Regions from separate parts of the Mus musculus genome. Here region 1 is linked to region 2. The links are chromatin contacts, called in public Hi-C maps. All regions are on one chromosome and are shown on one strand. Each heading gives the region's core, a stretch centred on a gene start, on an enhancer-like site or on the middle of the called end of the contact. The rest is flanking DNA. Distances are from core to core; before and after follow the strand shown. Region 1 holds the start of Zmynd12 (zinc finger, MYND domain containing 12). Region 2 has its middle 5.1 kb from the start of Gm12865.

Evidence for each region. Hi-C and Micro-C count contacts between places; a contact is called where the count stands out from the background.
Region 1: a Hi-C map of B cells shows a contact between it and region 2, with 5 read pairs. The contact joins the promoter of Zmynd12 here to the enhancer-like site in region 2. A contact is called at or near these places in 2 of 39 promoter capture datasets (liver and pre-B cells), 1 of 484 Hi-C or Micro-C datasets (B cells), 1 of 115 datasets of contacts at active chromatin or transcription factors (bone marrow-derived macrophages) and 1 of 9 other capture datasets (liver).

What each region holds. Positions count from the first base shown.
Region 1 is chr4:119,420,954-119,424,279 of GRCm38.p6, forward strand. Zmynd12 (zinc finger, MYND domain containing 12) reads left to right here and starts at 1,731. Exons shown (of 8, transcript NM_001014900.2): 1 at 1,731-2,042. The coding sequence starts at 1,933. Ppcs (phosphopantothenoylcysteine synthetase) reads right to left here and starts at 1,467. Exons shown (of 3, transcript NM_026494.4): 1 at 893-1,467; 2 at 627-730. The coding sequence starts at 1,400.
Region 2 is chr4:119,001,259-119,004,927 of GRCm38.p6, forward strand. No RefSeq gene overlaps it. Among named protein-coding and RNA genes, the nearest start is that of Gm12865, 5.1 kb to the left of the region's middle. Within about 2 kb of position 1,418, at least 21 of the 459 cell types and tissues checked have an H3K27ac peak or open chromatin away from gene starts, as enhancers often do. A contact at or near this core is called in B cells, where this site is marked.

The DNA of each region.
Region 1 (3,326 bases), core at 481-2,980, 420 kb after region 2:
TCTCTCACTGTGCAGCTCTGGCTGGCCTGTAATTCACTAGGTAGACCAGGCTAGCCTTGAAATGAAGAGCCCATCTGTCCCTGGAGGGCTGCAATGAAAGGGAAGATGCTGCTGCATCCAAACAACGTCTTGTCTTTCCTTCCACCTTTGTGTCTCCAGGCTCCACAGGATAAAGTTCAAGGGTCTTAAGGAATACAAAGGTTGTGTATACCAAGAGGCAAGATGCCTCTTCAGCCTTACCAAAGCACTTTGGTTCACAGAACATTACCCAGTTGCAAACTCCAACTTGTAACTCCACTTAGAATAACCTTCCCCACTTGATCAGGCCCTCTGTCCATCTTTTGATGAGTCATCTCCATCACCCTGACACCCCCGTCTCACTACCCCGGGGATCTGACTGCACTTTGTACATACCTCCACTACAGCATTTATCATTCTGATCTGTGATTATGGCTGGTGTCCAGGCCCTCGCTAGACTGTGAGATCCTTGAGGGCAGTGTCTTATTCATCTCTGTATTCCCAGTGCCTAGCTCATACAGAAGGCTGAAAGGCCATCCAGATCAAGAGGAAAGTAACCCAAGATTGGTTAGAGGGGGTCAGATCTCTGGAAGAGAAGAGCCCATCACCTGCAGTGGGCCACCAGATGAGTGGATCTTGTGTTCAGGCATTTCGGAGACAGGAATATAGAAATCTGACACTGCCGCGGCCAGGTAAAACATCGCAGAAGAGCCTGTGAAGATAAACGGAGTATAAGAAATCGGGGAAGGGCATGGAATCTTTTCTTTAACTCGGGTTCCTTGGCTGTGGGGTAGGCAGCAAGCAATAGGGAAAAGAGGCTAGGGAGAACGGCTCTACAGCCAGGAAAACCTTTGGATTTCCTTGGAACATTCACCTAATGGACTGAGAGCCAGGGCAGCAGCCTGCAGCAGATGCAGATAATCCGCCAAAGTGGTAAACTCTACAGCCAGAAAGGTGCCGGCAGCGGCTGCCTCTTGGTAGCTCTGCAATGCTGCAGCAAAGCCCGGGAGCGCATTCTCTTCGGCCTCCAGACTCAGCTTGCCCGACTGGGCTGGGCCAGAAGGCCGAAGGGCTGACAGCCAGGCCTGGGGCGGGAAGCGGTGGGCATAGGGGAAGGCCGAGCGCGCTCGGTACAAGAACAGGACTCCATAGCCGGCAGCCAGGAAGACCTCCGCCGACGCGGCTCCGCGTCGCCCGCTACTGAAGTTGTCCAGAAAGCGCACGGCTCGCGCTTCCAGGGGGACCTTGGTGCCTCCAGATGTGATCAGCACCACCCGCCGGCCCTGCTCGCCCAGCCTGGCCGCAAAGCGAGCCATAACCTCGGCCCAGCGCGCAGCACCCGCAGGACGCGGCAACTCAGCCACCAGGTCCATTTCCGCCATCTGCACTGTAGTCACCCCACGGTAGAACCACAGCGCCCGGGCACGCCGGGCCGCTGGCGCCACGCCCCCTTCCGGATACCTGGGCTGCGCGCAGCCGCAAATAGTGACTATGGTCATTCCCTTTCCTATGTCCGCCAGTAGGTCCTGATCTCGCTAAGGCTCGAAATGCTTGCCTGTTCTGGGAAAGCCCGTCGGGAAGCGTCTAGAGGAAGAACGTATCTAGAAAATCCAGAAAAATTATGCTTCCTGTGGATTTCCTAGTTTGGAAAACGAAATGGTTGTTTTTGACCTATACCGGCCACCGTATAGTTCTCCCCAGGCTCGGGCTACATGGCAGTCAAGTTCTGGCTATTTAACCTTTGAGATTTAGAGTTTGTGCTCTCCCCTCCCCAATTGTCGCAGTCAGTCCCGCCCCTCCCCCTTGCCCTTGAAATCCCGACGTCCGGGCTGGCCCGTGGTTGTCACGTGACACCTCAGCCTTGCGGATGCTAGCCAGGCAACCGTCCTGGAGACCGACGCCGCCGGCCGCACCATGAACGTGATCTACCCGCTGGCGGTGCCCAAGGGGCGCCGGCTCTCCTGTGAGGTGTGCGAAGCCCCGGCCGAGCGGATGTGCACGGCCTGTACAGTCACTTATTACTGGTAGGCCCTGGAACATGGTGCCTGGTGCCTCTGCTCCCTCCCTGTCTCCCAACACGGGTCTGGCCTCGTGTGTCTGTCCTTTGTGGCCTTTCCTGCCAGGGACCCCACAAGTCCAGAGCAGGCTTGAAGACGCGTGTCTAAGACTTCTGTGGCTTCCTCTGCGTCTTCTCCGGCTCTGCTGGGTTTTTTGCCTGATGTTTTGCGGGGCTCCTACTGTTACTGTGTTGCAAACCCTTCCTGGTGCTGAACATAATGGGGCCATTTCTGTAGATCTCTCCTCTCAAAGCTCAAGGAGAACTCTGAAGACAGAGAAGTAGACAAATGATAATTTCAGGGAGAAATGGCAAGTCAAAGGAAATGGGAGGAGAAATTGGGCAGACAGCTTCTCTCAGAGTAGACGATTGGTCTGAAGTTAAGGAGCTAAAGAGCCGGTGTTCTTGCCCTACAAAGGCACAGGTAGGGTTCTTAAGTAGGGAAGACGTGTTCTTCAGGACTAGAAGAAAGACTATTGGCCAGTGCACAGCTAAGGGAGTTTGAATGTAGGAGAGGTAGTAATTCAAGATGCGAGGGGTTTAAATGTATTCGCATTAACACCATCCCCATCCTTTTTTATAAGAGAGTTTCATGTAGTTGGTCTCAAACTCACTATGTAAGCTAAGAATTGAACTTTTGAACATCGTACCCACACCCCTCAAGGGCCGGAGTTGCAAGTATGTGTTGCCATGCCTGGTTTGTGTAGTACTAGAGAGAGAACTCAAGGCACCGTGCATACTAGACAAACTACCAACTAAGTCACATCCCCTGCCCTAGACTCTATTTTGGGCCTCACAAAACTAGGATACTGACCTTCCAAACTTAACTCATAGCCAAATGACTTGTGTGTGTGTGTGGTTTTTTTAAAGCCTTATTTTTCATTTTACATGCTAAGTTCTGTCACTCCTGAGCCCTGAGACTTCTGAGGAGGGTAACATGGTGACTGGGGCAGTATCTAAAAAAGGTTTCTTTGAAATAAGATTTGAGTATTGAGAGGCCAGTACGGGCTTGCTATGTGAAGACACAGAAGAAGGGTGGGCCGTTCCAGCCATACAGCACTGGTTTGGTTAAAGAGTGAAAGACCTTGGCTGAAACCTAAATGGGAAAGAAAGCTGCGTGAGTCCCAGCCAGTGATTTCCACACAGGGATTCGGTGAATAACTCACAACCTGCATTTATACTGCATAAATAATATGTATTTGTAAGATGCATTTCTTCCTGCAGGCAGCAGCAGTGTGGGACAGGGGAGGGT
Region 2 (3,669 bases), core at 168-2,667:
TGGTTTGGTTTGGTTTGGTTTGGTTTGGTTTGGCTTGGTTTAACACAAGGTTTCTCTGTATAGCCTTGGCTGTCCTGAAACCCACTCTGTAGACCAAGCTGGCCTTGAACTCACAGAGATCAACCTGCTTCTACCTCCCAAGTGCTGGGATTAAAGGTGTGTGCCCTCAAGCTCTGCTGTATACATCTCATTTAAATCGAGCACTGCTAATATTTTGGAGCTATGGAAAGCACAGAAGCGCTCACCCTTTGGACTGTGTTTGTGGGCAGTTTGTAATTTTTTTCCCGGGGTCAAAAATTCTTGAACATCAGATAACTACTGAAAAAAAAAAAGCATTCTAGGCACGAGGAACAGAATGTGCAAAGGCACGGAGTACAAAGAGAACAGTCTGTCTTCACAGAACCAGAAATCAGGATGATCAGAACAAAGGTCTGAATGTAGGTAGCAAATTCGGAGCGGAGGCAAGGCTGAACTGTAAGGTTCTCTGCTTTGTCTGGCTGAGGACACACCCTCCCTCCACGCCCTGCCTTTAAGGAAGCGTTGGCTCTGATCCTGGCCCATTTCTCCACACTCATCAGCACACTGCCGTAAAGGACATTCTGACATTCCGCAGGCAGGATTCTTCTGAGCAGATCTCTTGTCTCTGGCACCCTGCTGCGAAAATTCTAGTTCCCTCAGTCTTCTCTCTGTGTCTCAGCTCAGGGACATCGCTGGCATTCCACAGGTGTACAGTCAGTCACTAAGCATAGATATTGAAAGATTCATCCTATCTGACTCCTGCTCTGCAAAATCACTCTGGTGGTCTCGTGTTTAACAGCTGGAAACTGTTGTTTCCCGCGTGTGTTTTCCAGTTTGGGGTGGGCAGATAAATCTGGCCTCTGGGCATCACCCTGACACCCTCATTCCTGCGGCCATTGAAGCTTCCAGTGTTGTATTAAACCCTTTGCTCCCAGAACGCACGCCGTGGCTTCCAACCAGGCTCTTCTATATTGGATGTGCCCTGGAACTGAATGAGAGCTCTTGTGCTGTAAAGTGGTGATAGCCTTATTCCTGTCAGAAAAGTAGGACAGTGTCAGTCCACAGCACGCAACGTCAGAACCTGCAAATATGACAGCCAAAGACCTTTGACAAGCAAGACTTTCGCACACCAAGCAGCTATAGTCATAGATCATCATGGTGGGAATAAAGAACGTGAGGGCTGTGGAATGTGCGGGCGTCCTCAGGGAGTGCTGGAGAACTTAGCAAAAGCCTATGAGGATGTCAGAGCTCCAAGCCCCCACTAAGCACACGGACAGAATGCAAGAGGACACAGTGTCTTAAGGGGGTGCTTTTGAAAGATAAGGTAGTGCTACAGAACCCAGGCTAACATCAAACTCAGTCTTTCTGCCTTGCCTCAAGGGCTGCGATCACAGATGTGCACCACTGTGCTTAGAAAGGACTTGGTTCCTTATACTGCAAAGTCTAGATTTCTGAAAACCCCAAACCACAATCTGCTCTTGTGGTTGACCAAATTTCATATAAATTAATCTCCTTTTCGGTGTGATTGAGATCATATTGTTGGTAAAGAAACAATGAATTACAAGATTATAATGGGAATGTTGGGTAAATTTCAACCCCTTTCAATCCCCCAAATTATATCAGTGTTCCTTCACCAATAAAAACATCCCTTCTGCCCACCTGAAGATGCCAGCTAAGGCAGGTGTGGTGGCCTTTAACCCCAGCACTGGGGAGATAGAAGCAGATCTCTGTGAGTCTGAGATTAACCTGGCCTATATAATAAGTTCCAAGACAGTTGTGGGTACAAAGAGAGACCCTGTCTCAAAAACCAAAAGTGGCTGGAGAGATAGCTCAGCAGTTAAGAGCACTGGCTGCTCTTCCAGAGGTCCTGTGTTCAATCCCAGCAACCACATGGTGGCTCACAACTGTCTGTCTTTTGTAACTCCAGGGGATCTGGCACCCTCACACAGACATATGTGCAGGCAAAACACCAATGCACATAGAATAAAAATAGGTAAATTATTTAAAGAAAAAAGAAGAAATGAAAAAGTCACCCTCTCCCTCTGCAGTTGATCCTATCATTATCTTGTGTGAGGCAGCCACCTTGAGCAGGCAGACTGATTGTTCTTCAGACCCTCGCTCAGCTCCCAACACTTCCAGACACACAGCAATACTCAAGTTCCAAAAGATCCAAAGAGGACTAAGGAGTGTGACTGGGCACCAGAGGGGACAGACTTTACCCATTTGTATCAGAAAAACCCTGGGGGGGTATTTATTTGATTCTCAGGATGTTGTTTGTAGCAGGGAGAAAGAAATGTACTTTGTTTTACATTTATTATTTATTTGTTTGTCTCGGGGTTAGGGCTACAAGTGTCACTGCACACATACTAGAAGCCAGAAGACAATTTGCAAGAGTCTGTTTCCTCCCTCTGCCATGTGGGCTCCAGCGCTCAAACTCGGGTTGTCAGGCTTGGTCCCCTTACCTGCTTGCTGAGCCATCTCCTCAATTCAGAAACACAATTTTTTGACTGTGTTTAATTTAGCGGTTAGATATATGAGCTTGATATAAAAGTATGTTATCTCAAAAGCCTACTGCAATGATCTGCTGAGACCTTAACAATGGTCTACACTAAGTTAAGGAAAAATTCCCAAACTTCCTTGGTTCACTGAAGAACAAGTTCTCCAACAATTATGAGAACCAGGAACCCCGCTCGCTAGAAGCTCCAGCCTGAGAGAAGGTTTACCTGGCAGAGTAAACAGTGGAGGCGTACTGTTCCACTGTCTCCACAGAACAGCACCGCTCTCCAGCCCCCATCAAAACCCACCCCTCACCAATACACAGAACTGATGCTGAACTCCGTACTGCTAATGTCTGATGAGTGGACTAGCAAATGATGCCTGACACCCTGGTGAGACACGTATGCCGGGGGGGGGGGGGGGCAGCATTCCACAGAAATCACATAGCCTACTAGCCTACTATTTTGTGAAAGTTTTTGCTTCTAGTTGTATCTGATACGTCAAAGCTTCCCCTCCCTGGGGAAGGAGTTGGGAAGCACTGGGTATCTATCCTGTGGGGCACAATGCCATGGCCCTATTAGTAACCCCTGAGGATGCCACAGGGTGGCAGCATGGTGACTTGGAAAGTTCCCTGGTTTCAAAAAGGCCAGAGTGACCTTGAGTTTAACTTAGTATGTATAAAACAAAAACACACAACTTCCTCATAAGGTTACAGCAATTATAAAATGAGGACAAACAAGAAAGCTCTTTGAGCTGCACATCTCCGGGTGTTGCCTGCAGCAGTTTTTAAGATGATGCTATTCCCATGACAAACATTTGTCAGTCCAGAATAAAAATGTCCCCAAATGGATCCGGTTTATTTTTTAATCTCTTATTTCTTCTTTGACTTGTATCATAGATACATAATTAGATTTTTTAAAACAGCAGTGGGACCAGTAAGCGGGCTCAGTGGGTAAAGGTTCTTGTGAGACTGATGAGTTAGATCTGCCAGACTCACATGGTAGGAGAGCTGACACCAGGCCAGTTATCCTCTGACCTCCATACGCACTCGTACACATAAGAGTGCACACATGTGACCATACACACAATAAAGAAATAAAGTGAGTAATAAAGTAATAAATTTTTAAAAGAAAGAGCAATGTAGTGGAGTTTTAA